Regions from separate parts of the Mus musculus genome. Here all the other regions are linked to region 4. Evidence: chromatin contacts called from public ChIA-PET, Hi-C and promoter capture Hi-C data. All regions are on one chromosome and are shown on one strand. Each heading gives the region's core, a stretch centred on a gene start, on an enhancer-like site or on the middle of the called end of the contact. The rest is flanking DNA. Distances are from core to core; before and after follow the strand shown.

The links. Promoter capture Hi-C pulls out the DNA fragments that hold promoters and counts their contacts. Hi-C and Micro-C count contacts between places; a contact is called where the count stands out from the background. ChIA-PET counts read pairs in DNA pulled down with a chosen protein or histone mark.
Region 1: a contact with region 4 is called in a Hi-C map of CD4 T cells, with 2.4 times the contacts expected there. The contact joins the promoter of Ric8b here to the promoter of Prdm4 in region 4. A contact is called at or near these places in 5 of 39 promoter capture datasets (hippocampal neurons, liver, pre-B cells and 1 more) and 1 of 484 Hi-C or Micro-C datasets (CD4 T cells).
Region 2: a contact with region 4 is called in a promoter capture Hi-C map of the 3T3-L1 cell line, with 8 times the contacts expected there. The contact joins the enhancer-like site here to the promoter of Prdm4 in region 4. A contact is called at or near these places in 17 of 39 promoter capture datasets (the 3T3-L1 cell line, 3T3-L1-derived adipocytes, the C10 cell line and 11 more), 1 of 484 Hi-C or Micro-C datasets (cortical neurons), 8 of 115 datasets of contacts at active chromatin or transcription factors (bone marrow-derived macrophages, embryonic basal ganglia, embryonic forebrain and 4 more) and 4 of 9 other capture datasets (adipose tissue, embryonic stem cells, liver and 1 more).
Region 3: an RNA polymerase II ChIA-PET map of memory CD8 T cells shows a contact between it and region 4, with 26 read pairs. The contact joins the promoter of Btbd11 here to the promoter of Prdm4 in region 4. A contact is called at or near these places in 2 of 39 promoter capture datasets (embryonic stem cells and stem cell-derived epiblast-like cells), 3 of 115 datasets of contacts at active chromatin or transcription factors (astrocytes, memory CD8 T cells and pancreatic cancer cells) and 1 of 9 other capture datasets (adipose tissue).

Annotation. Positions count from the first base shown.
Region 1 is chr10:84,916,352-84,919,051 of GRCm38.p6, forward strand. Ric8b (RIC8 guanine nucleotide exchange factor B) reads left to right here and starts at 1,262. Exons shown (of 10, transcript NM_183172.2): 1 at 1,262-1,474. The coding sequence starts at 1,391.
Region 2 is chr10:86,462,515-86,465,214 of GRCm38.p6, forward strand. All of the region lies in intron 2 of Syn3 (synapsin III), which reads right to left. Among named protein-coding and RNA genes, the nearest start is that of Syn3, 35 kb to the right of the region's middle. Within about 2 kb of position 1,402, at least 22 of the 459 cell types and tissues checked have an H3K27ac peak or open chromatin away from gene starts, as enhancers often do.
Region 3 is chr10:85,385,448-85,388,147 of GRCm38.p6, forward strand. It overlaps Btbd11 (BTB (POZ) domain containing 11), which reads left to right and starts at 1,367. Exons shown (of 17, transcript NM_028709.2): 1 at 1,367-2,700. The coding sequence starts at 1,882.
Region 4 is chr10:85,915,666-85,918,365 of GRCm38.p6, forward strand. Prdm4 (PR domain containing 4) reads right to left here and starts at 1,321. Exons shown (of 12, transcript NM_001302886.1): 1 at 1,143-1,321; 2 at 859-1,064.

The sequences.
Region 1 (2,700 bases), core at 12-2,511, 1.0 Mb before region 4:
ATTCTCAAATATTTAATTTTTTGAGATGTTGAGTGAACCCAGATGAAATGTAAGTGGCTGGCACAGAACTAACACTTGGAGAATATGTGCCTCCATCACCACTGACTCCATGGATACTCTGGTTGTGTGATATTTACATCTTTGGGAACGACCTGGATTCAAATCTCAACTTTCTCAATTACTAAGTGCAGAGCTAATTTCCCTGGGTTCAAATCCCAGGTATGCCTCATTAATTCTGAGCTTCAATTTCTTCATCTGGAAAATAGAAATAAAATATATATGTATATATGTACATACACACACACACACATATACATACATATAATATAAAATTATATATACATAATCTAATAATCTATCTCCAAATAATATCTATATAGATATATAGATCTCTCCAAATTTCTTTATCTGTTGTGATTCCTTAGGGTTCCACAAAGAACTGTGTTCAATTTCCCATGTTGCTGTAGCCTAGTGCATAACAGGACTGCAACCGGGTGAGGAGGGTGAGCATTCCAGAGACGGAAACCGCTAACTGAGCATAGAGGGAACTCAACCTGGCGCTGACAGCCACTACCAAGGGTCGGCCGTTTCGCCATCGTCAGTAAGTCCAACCAGCCGCGTCTAAGTGCAGGTCAGAAAAAAGAAAAAAATAAAAACCAAAAAAAAAAAAAAAAAAACCCAAAAACAAAAAACCCAGTTAAACCCCAGTTTAGACCCTCCCACCAACGAAGGGTCCCTCCGCCTCTGGCCTCCAGCGGTCGCAGGATTCTGGTTTCCGGCCTTTAGGGAACTACATTTTCCAGCATGCCCTCTGGAAAGAGGGAAGTCTTTTGCACTGGATGACTACCAATTCCGGCATGCTATTCAGTTCACTAATAACTCAGATGACAGCGTGGGATGAGCCCATTGCATGTCGGGAATTGTAGTGTAGAAGCGGTAGGCTCGCAGATGGGCGGGGAACAGCCCGCCAGTTCTCGTCCGCTATGGGGGAATGATTCATAGAGTGTTAGGAGAGACAGTTCTGCTCGTGGAAGCCCGCTGCGAAGCCCAACTCTTCCCCAAGGCTGGCAGACCTAGGGGAGTAGGCAGGGCCTGGGCCTGACTCAGTCTCTGGTGGCTCCTCAGGCCTCCACCAAGCCCCGGGCCTTGTCAGGGGAGGCCTCCGGGCGCCGGTTGCTGGGGGAGCGGTGACGTCGCGGGGTGAAAGTTGAGGGGCGGTGACGTAGGGCCTGCCCGGGCGGAGGCTGGCGGGTTGGAGGCTGGAGGGAGGGAGGGAAGGAGGGAAGGAAGGAAGCTGGGAAGGAGCGAGGTAGCGGGGGCGCGAGGCGTTTACCTGGGAGGCAGCGGCTGGGGCGCGCACAGCGGCTGCGGCTCCCCCGCACCTGCGGCCATGGATGAAGAGCGCGCCCTCTACATCGTCCGGGCCGGCGAGGCGGGGGCTATCGAGCGGGTCCTGAGGGATTACAGCGACAAGGTAAAGAACTCTGGCCCCGGGCGTTCGCTGTCTTGTCCCCCCTCCCCCCGGGCCGCCTTCGGGGCTTGCACTTCGCATCCTCCCCATCCCCCTCATTCCGGGGATGCGCATTGCTCTCCCCCGAAAACGTTTCCGGCTTGGGCATGCGTGTTTGTGCCCCCAGCCTTTCCCACTCGTTCATCCTGCATCTACCCATTGCCTCCACTATAATGCCCACTCCGATTTCTGGCCCAGCAGCCTGTCCTGTGGTCTTCTTCCTAAACGTGCAAGGCACACCCCCAGAATCTGTAGATGCGCGGCTGCCCAGTGCCCCGTTCCTGGATGCATAAAATGCATGCGAGGCTTTCTCACCTGTATAGTGTGAAAATACATGCTTCTCTGCATAAACACGGCCCTTGTCATGCACAAAACATATCAGCAACGATGGCAGGTCTTTGTGTACCTGTACCATTGTATGGTTTACCAGGCATTGATGTCTTTTATGTGATCTCCTTTGATATCCTCCAAGTGCTTATAAAGTAGATGGTATCAACCTTCCCATTTCATAGATGAGGAAACCGAGGTGCAAAGAACTGAAATCACGCCCCAAGGTCATGGACATATGTTGCAAGTGGGTAGAAAATCCAACTCCTAATAATACCTGTTATTTGTATCGCATTAACAGCTTTTCTGTTCATTATCTCATTTAATCTTGACAGCAATCCTGTGAGGTATTATCTGTGTTTTGCAATGGAGCCTCCAGATGGGCTAAGTAACTAGCCCAAGGTCATTCCTGGGAGCCAGAGCCTTCCCACCTAGGTTTTCAAACTATCCATTCACTGGTCTTTTGCTACAGTGATCGGTATCTTATTATTAATACCACTTTCATCTCTGGAGGAGCTCTCTCTCCAAGTACCATTAGATCTTCCTTTTCCTTTCAGCAGTTTCTCATGTTTGCTTTAATAAGTAGCCTACCTAACACCTTTAGGCTGTTTGGGAGACTTGTATGACTCTCTTCTCTGAAGACCCATCCATCACCAAGTTACACCATATACCTAACAGGTACCTTACTGTTCCTTTCCCCTGCCTATTTATCAGCCCTCTCTGAAAGAAACATGGCTGTATGCCCCTGTGGACCTTCTCTTCTGTGCCTACTACTCCGCTCTCATATATTTTGTATCAGTGAACTGCCTGTATGCCCATTTCTGCGCTTAGTAGAAAATACCTCCAGAAGAGACATACTTCTT
Region 2 (2,700 bases), core at 152-2,651, 550 kb after region 4:
TGTGACTTTAAACTCAAAGTTTAGGCTTGTGATGCATCACCAAAGGGTGGAAGTTGATTTGTTTTCAGAGAGGATGCAACGATGCTAGGTTGGAAGGTAACCAGGAGACAAGGTCAAGACTGGAAGCTTGAAGCCAGGGCAACTGCTGGAAACTCTAGGCAAGGAAGCCAGTGCCTGCCGGGGCAGCAGGCTGAAGGAAACAGCTTAGAAACTGACTTGCGTGCTCACGGGCATCCCAGGACTGACTGCTTTGTCCCATCCCAGAGGACAGACCTGCTACCAAGCCAGACCTCTATTAGGGTGGCCAGAAGCTCCCTAGAGACCCAAGGCATGGCTAGGTTCACCTCCACAAGCTGCATCTTAAAGTACTCCGCCGTGAACCCTTGCGGCAAAGCTGTCTTGGGATCTCAGTTTGTTCTCAGAAAATGCAAACACTATAAACCTGATCAAAATCAAAAGCCTATGGCTGAGAAAGGCTCAAGGGGAGGACACCCCCACTACTCTTTCTCCCAAGGGACCGGCTGTCAAACTGCCTTCTAAATATGTTTATACTCATAACCGAGTGCAGCTCTCAGCCTGGGGCTTTTTTCCCCCTAGAGGATGTTGGTTAATGCAAAGATTAATATCTGGCGCAAGAGCTGAGAATATGTGATTGATGAGCATAATCATCAATTGATGATTATTGATGATCCATAGTTGGGACATCTATATCATTCCCTGTCAAGGCCTGGAAGCATCATAGAATTTAAGAGTGGCAGGATGCGAGGGTTGTCATGAAACGTTGTCACCCCAATATGACATTGTCACTGTAACTATGGACACACAGACCCTTCCACATTCAATCAGAGAGAGAGAGAGAGAGAGAGAGAGAGAGAGAGAGAGGGAGAGGGAGAGAGAGAGAGCACCAGTGTCCACAAGATCCCACCCTTTCCTGAGGCGCTGATGACTGTTAATGGTTGCTGTGAGGGGGTGTGTCATTTTCTCTAAGGGTGTAGCTACTGAGGGACTAGATGGGAAGAAAAATAAGGAAAAATAAATGCAAGGTCCCTTTCCCAGGGATCTGGCCATTTCTCAGGTGGAATTGATTGGACCCACAGATTTAAATAATCTGCCAGCTGGCCTCTGAGAAGAGGCGTGGGTTCCCAACACACTCTCTGCTTGCAAGGAAACCTCATGAGGCAGCTTGGCCCTGGACCAACAGAGAAAGACAGTTTGCAGGGCTGAGTCTGAGAAGGGTCAGGAAGCGGACAGCAGTGTGCCCCTGGTTCTGGGTGTGGGTGTGGGGGGTAGGGTCACTCTCAGCCCTGACAGTCGAAGCCCCTCTCATTATCATCTCAAAAGGGAAGGAAGAGGCTGTGGGAGCTGGTTTCTTCTCTTTTCACAACTTCTCCTTCCTCTCTGGAGACCTTCACACAAAGCAGGAGAGGCTGGGAAGAAGCTGGACCTGGAGGCAGCTGGCTCCGCCAGGATACATTGGACCGTGGGGCTAGCCTGCCACCTGCTGGCTAATTTTGGTAGCTGTAGTCAGGCAGTTTTGGAGACTTCTACAGGTAGGAGAGAGAATCTTCTGGTGTCTGCAAGCTGTTAGTTCTGGAAACAGTCTCCCTATGTAGCAGAGGCTGGCCTTGAACTCCCAGTCCTCTCAGACTCTGCCTCCTAAGTGCAAGGATTACAGTTGTGCCCTACCACAACCAGCAAGACCGATTCGAAGGCACCCAGGGAACATTAATTTGGAGAGAGCTGGGAATGCCACTGAGATGGTAAGAGGTTAGGAGGGCATAAAGATGTAAGAAAGGAGTTTGAAGGAGAAGCTGATGAACCTGTGGTAGGAAGTCTCCCAGTCACAAACATTCAGTGAATATGTGGCCAACTCCCAGGTAAGCCCATGAGTCTCAATTTCTTTTCCCCATCAAAGGGCAAGAAGCGTGCCAGAAACCAACCACTGTTGTTCTTAAGACCCAATTGAAGTGTGAGCAAGTGATAGATGTTTCCACACACCACTCAGGGCAAAAGCATTACCTCCACCATGACTTCCAAGGGAGCCGCACCTAAGCCTTCTACACTACTTATTTCTATACATTAAGGAGATCGATGACCAACGTCAAAATTTAAATGCTACTTGACTGGGGCCACTAGCTGGATCCCAGCCTTGTTCACTGTACCTTGTCACAGTGTCACAGGCTCTGTGGGCAGATAAAGAGCAATAATATCTACTTGGCAGGTGCTAAGCAGGAAGGAATGGCAATAGGAAGCCAGACACAATGGGATGGACCCTGTCCTTTCTGCACAATACAGGGGACAAAGGCATAAACCAAGAATGCCTGGAAGGTGTTGCTGCCATGATTAATGACATACAGAGAGGTCCACAGTTCTATACAATAGTATGAATATATGCTTGCATGCCACTTGGTAGTTACCCAAGGACTTTTATATTGACTTTCATGTTATCTACTTCCATAAAGCCCCGTGAGGAGACAGGTATAGCAAGTCACAAGAGCTACAAAGCTGGGAGGGAGTTGAGGGACAGACAGAATGTGGCCTAGTTGTTTGTTACCATACCACACTCTCCATTATTAAACTTCACTTCCAAACAGGAGGCAACTTTTCTTGTCAAATAGCTGAGGCAGAGGTAAGACAACTAGCACAGAATAAGGTCCAATGTCTGGTTAGGTGCTGGGGAGATGGCTCAGTGAATGAAGT
Region 3 (2,700 bases), core at 117-2,616, 530 kb before region 4:
AGATCCAGATGTGGGATTATTGGATCACATGGTAGTTCTAATTAGTAATTTTTTGAAGATCTTCGGCATTATTTTCCATAATAGCTATATCAATTTCCCTTCTCACCAATAGAGTACACTCTTCTTTATCCTCCACACCCTTGTTGATGCTTGTAATCTTTTGACTTTCTGATAATCGCCATCCTAACAGGCATGAGCTGGCAGCTCCTTATGGTTCTGATTTGCAGTTACCCTGATGGCCAGTGATGTTGAGTGTCTTCTCACATCCCTTCAGCCACAGTTGAACGTTCAAACCAGCAGTTCAAAGCACGTCCTTCCCTTGTCGACTCATACATTTACCACAACTCCCTAGCCCAATGTGGGATCCAGACAAATAAATAGATAGTAGCAAGCCAGCGTGACAAGGGCCCAGAAATGTGAAGCCATCGAAGAGGGTGGGGTGGTGGAAACACCCAGGATAGTTTTGGGAGATCAGGGTGGGCTTCTTGTAGGAATAGGATTGTGTAAGGGAGGTAGGAATCTTTGAATGAATAAGGTTTTTCCTAAGGTAGGTAGAGATAGACAAATAGCCAAGCAATGATGCTGTTAGACACAGAAATGCAGCAGACACACACATATATTTTGTATCTTTCTTTAGCTGAAAAGAATATTCTCCTGTGCACAAATTTAAGTTTGAGCAGTCTAGAGCATTGTCCACCAGAACCACAGAGTGGCCGGAACACACACACACACACACACACACACACACACACACACACACACACACACCCTGGAACTTAAGGGTAGATTCCTGTCTGCCGAACAAACCTAGAAAGTCCTGGTGACAGGTGGTTTATGGCTAGAGATTCGCTTCCCAGTGGCAATTATCAGTCTCCCCCTCACTACTTTCCTGTTTTATTTCCTTCCATGCTGGAGCAAACCCAGGCTGAGAAGCGGCACCCGCCTGAATTAGTCAGGGTGCCTGAAGAGGGAGGAGAAACGTGCATCTTGTATGGGCTGGTGGGAGGGAAAGAGAAATCTAAAATGCCAAAGCAGAAAGTAACCCTCGGACAAACACTTTATGAACCGCAGAGTGGAACAAATAACGATATAAATGATATTTTTGTCGATAGTTCGAAAGCAGAAACTAGGGAAGCTACAGTTGCAGGATGACTGTTCTTCTCCAGGCTTCCACCTAGGCCGCGGATCCCTCCTAGCTGCAGCCCTGGTCAAGGCCTGGGGGGGCGTGTCTGAGGGGCGGGGCCGCATGGAAGGGAGGAATAAAAAAAAAAAAAAAAAACCTAAGTAATTAGCATCCCCCGATTCCATTGGCTCTTCGACGGCCCTGCTTTGCATGCGCCCGCCCTCTGACTGCTTGGTTTGCTGGGGCTCAGCAGGGTTTTGCAGCCGCCTGGCTACAGCGCTTTAGTGCGGGGCGGGAGCTCAAGAGAACCGCGGCCCGGATCCCGGAGCCGGGGGAGCCCGTAGCCCGCCGAGCTGCGGCGGCCGTATCTGGGGCGATCTAGGTCCTATCGACACTGTGGCCGGCTCTCGGAGGCTTCTGCATCCGTCTGGTCCCAGGGAGGAGAGGACCAGACACTTTTATTTTGGATGAAAGGCGCGGGTCCTGGCGGGAGCTTCCTTCCCGGCCTGGCTCGCGGCTCAGTGCGCCCTCGCTCTGGCCCCGACTCCAGAAGATGACTTCAGGTTCCGCCGTGTATCTTCCCGTGGTGACGGCTCGGGGAGACAGGCGAAAGTAGTGACACTTGCTGGCAACGCCAGGTGGGAAAGTGAGCCTAGGCGACGTGGAGCCCCGCTGTCCCCGAGGACCCCGGTGCCCACAGATCCTTGCCTTTCCTTCCCCTCGGCTCCACGGCGGCTGCAGCATGAAGTGGCGCAGCGATGGCCAGGAGAGGTAAGAAGCCTGTGGTGCGAACGCTGGAAGATCTGACGCTGGACTCGGGTTATGGTGGCGCGGCGGACTCTGTGCGCTCCTCCAACTTGTCTCTGTGCTGTTCTGACTCTCACCCGGCGTCCCCGTATGGCGGGAGCTGCTGGCCGCCTTTAGCTGACTCCATGCACAGCCGGCACAACAGCTTTGACACCGTCAACACTGCCCTGGTGGAAGACTCCGAGGGGCTGGACTGCGCCGGTCAGCACTGCTCGCGGTTGCTGCCGGACCTCGACGAGGTCCCCTGGACCCTCCAGGAACTGGAGTTGCTGCTGCTGCGCTCGCGGGATCCCCGGGCAGGCCCAGCGGTCCCCGGCAGCCTGCCCAAGGACGCGCTGGCCAAGCTCTCGATGCTGGTAAGCCGGGCTCTAGTGCGCATCGCTAAAGAGGCGCAGCGCCTGAGCCTGCGCTTCGCCAAGTGCACCAAGTACGAGATCCAGAGTGCCATGGAGATCGTACTGTCCTGGGGCCTGGCGGCTCACTGCACCGCTGCCGCGCTGGCCGCGCTGTCCCTCTATAACATGAGCAGCGCTGGCGGCGACCGCTTGGGCCGTGGCAAGTCGGCGCGCTGCGGCCTCACCTTCTCCGTGGGCCGCGTGTACCGCTGGATGGTGGACAGCCGCGTGGCGCTGCGCATCCACGAGCATGCCGCCATCTACCTGACCGCCTGTATGGAGAGTCTCTTCCGGGACATCTACTCGCGGGTGTTGGCCTCCGGGCTACCTCGTAGCTGTAGCGGTCCTGGCCCTGGCTCCAGCTCCGGTTCTGGC
Region 4 (2,700 bases), core at 71-2,570:
CAGATTTCTGTTTGATGTGAGTCCCCAAAACGTGATGGCCTCAACAGCCATAAACCAAAGGTCACAAGTACTCAAAGACAGAAGACACCAGGAAGGAATGCTGCACACAGTGACTCCCAAGGGACCTTCCCCTTCAACAAGGCACAGCCATTCTACCAACCTCATATCACCGTCCTAAGAAGGCCTAAAGGATACTGAGTTCTTTCTGTCTTGTCACTGTGTCTTCTGCCAATTATTCTTAGCTGTTTTTATGTTTCTAACTGACCGAAGTTGATCAATTGTTGGTTGCAAACCTCGCGCTGTTTTCTGGAAATGACATTTAAGAAACTAACAGGAATACAGCCACTTTACAAAATGCATCAACCAGCTCCAATAATTTCAGTCAATACGTTTTCTCTTCCCCGCTATATTGACAGCCTTTTAAAAGCTTTTGGGGGCGGGGGGGGGGGGAACCCAGCTAAATACTGCTCCGTCTTTACTACTCCGCTAACACAGTACCTTCTAGTTCAGGAGACTTGCACAATTTAAAAACTTCACCTCCGCACTCCACCATCCCTGGCTACAGTAACCCGCAAACCCCCAAAGGTGAAGAACTATGATACTACAGTAACATTCCAAATTAAAATAGCGAAAGCTAAAATACGACAGGAAAGAGGTGCCAAGCAGCTAACAATGTACGGCTACTCAGAACAATCACCCCAGGAACCAACTAGTACTCTGGATATTTCTATTGGGTTCAGGTGCTCAAATCCATTTACGCGTCACACGTGTGGCCCGAAGGCACCCAAACAAAGACTGAGTCTCCGGCGGCGTCCGCCCCGCTCCCTCGGCCCTGCCTTGGGGACCTGCCCTGCTCACCTGCACGTCCAGGGCAGGGGGCCGGCGGCTGCTAGGTGCGCGATGGGGCCGGTGTCACGTGCTACCACATCCCGCCGGTGGCCGCGCCTCCCCGCACTGCCCGACGTCTCCGAGGGCCGGCGGCTGCGCTCCGCGGCGAGGGCCCGGCATGCTGGGCGGCGCCCGGGGCTGTTTTCCCAGAAGCGCTGGCAGCCGGACTGGCCGACCTGGAAGAAGAGAAGAGCGATCAGCCGTGGCCTTTCCCTGCCCCGGGCCGCTCGAGCCCGCCCCGCCGCGTCGCCCACCTGAGGCCCGCGCTGGGGAGCACTGGCCCGGCCGCCTGGCTCGTCATCGGGCCGAACGTCGGCCCGGACGCTCCTGCCTCCCGGGACCCCGCGCCCGGTTTACAGCTCTCCTAACATTTCCCGCCCGGCCCCGCCCGGTCAGGCCCGCCGCCTTCACGGGGCCGCACCCTCGGGGGCGCCTTTCCGGCTTCTCAGCCACTCCGGGCCCGTTTCCGGCTTCCCAGCCACTCTGCGTCCGTGCTACCTGCCTACGGCCTGCGCTCCGACCCGCTCTTCCGGGGATACGCACCGCCCCCTCTCTGCGTGTGGAGAACCGCAGAGCCCCGGGAGTGGGCGGGCTTAGAGACGCTCCACCCAGAGTGTTGCAGCTCAGCTGGGTGCCGATCCAATCGAGGGCCGAATAATCGCTCCGCCGTTGCTAGGAGACCAGAACTGATACACGTGCTAGGGGTGCGTTCTGAACTCCAACGTTCTCCAGACTCTGCTTTTCTGTCCAGATGGCATGGCCTCAAGTAGGGAAGCATGAATCCACATAACACAACGTTTTTAAATATAGGATTGGGCCAGACGGCGGTGTGGCCCAGGAGTAATCGGGTTTCGATTCTGAAACTCTTTTACCCTGTGTGAAGTTTCCCTGCTCCCACATCATAAAAGATGATGTTGGGATTTGTGCAGGTGTTTTTCTTCTCTCTTTGCCTTCCCGTCCCTTCTGCACGGACAGGCACAGTGCTTACTTAGAATAATCATTGGAACCACAACATCTGCTCGGTAGCCAACTTTTGACATAATGTTTATTCATATGAGTGGGTGGGTGGATGTGAAAGCAAATGTGCATGTGTAAAAGAAGTTAGAGAACAACTTACACTCTCTTTCCCACATGTGGGTACCAGGGACTAAAGAGCCTTACCCTCTTTGCCACCTTGTCAGTCTATTTATGGCAATATCCCATACCCCACAATTCACTAATCATACCTAAGTATTTACCCAATACAGAAACATATACATGTGTGTATGTATGTATGTATGTACAAAGACATATGTACTAAGTTCCTTGCAACTTTGTTAATGATCTGTCATCAACCAATAAAGAGTTGCACTGAATCACCGTTGTGGAGCCCTAGGCAGCAATAAAAAGTAACAAGCTATTTGCATGTAGGTAGACCTCTAGAAGCTTTCTACACTGAGCAAAAAAACATCAGAAACAAAAGACTAGAAGTCTGTATAAAATTCTAGAAAAGGCCAAGACTTTACTAACAGCTCTGATGGATGTTGGAAGTTAGTGATAGGTGAAGAGATGAAATTGCCTATATAGAAAGACAGACATGAGGGACCATTTTGGATAATGGTTACATGCCTGTATATGTTTATAAAGATTGATCAAATAGTAAAGATTGGTGAGTTTTGTCATGTGTAAAAATGCATTTAAAAAGTAAGAGGTGGGGCATAGTGGTGCACACGAGTACTACCAATACTTGAGGATACTAAGGCAGGAAGGTCAGAAATTCAAGGTCATTCTGGTTTACATAGTAAGTTCTAGACAGACCTGGCATCTTTATAA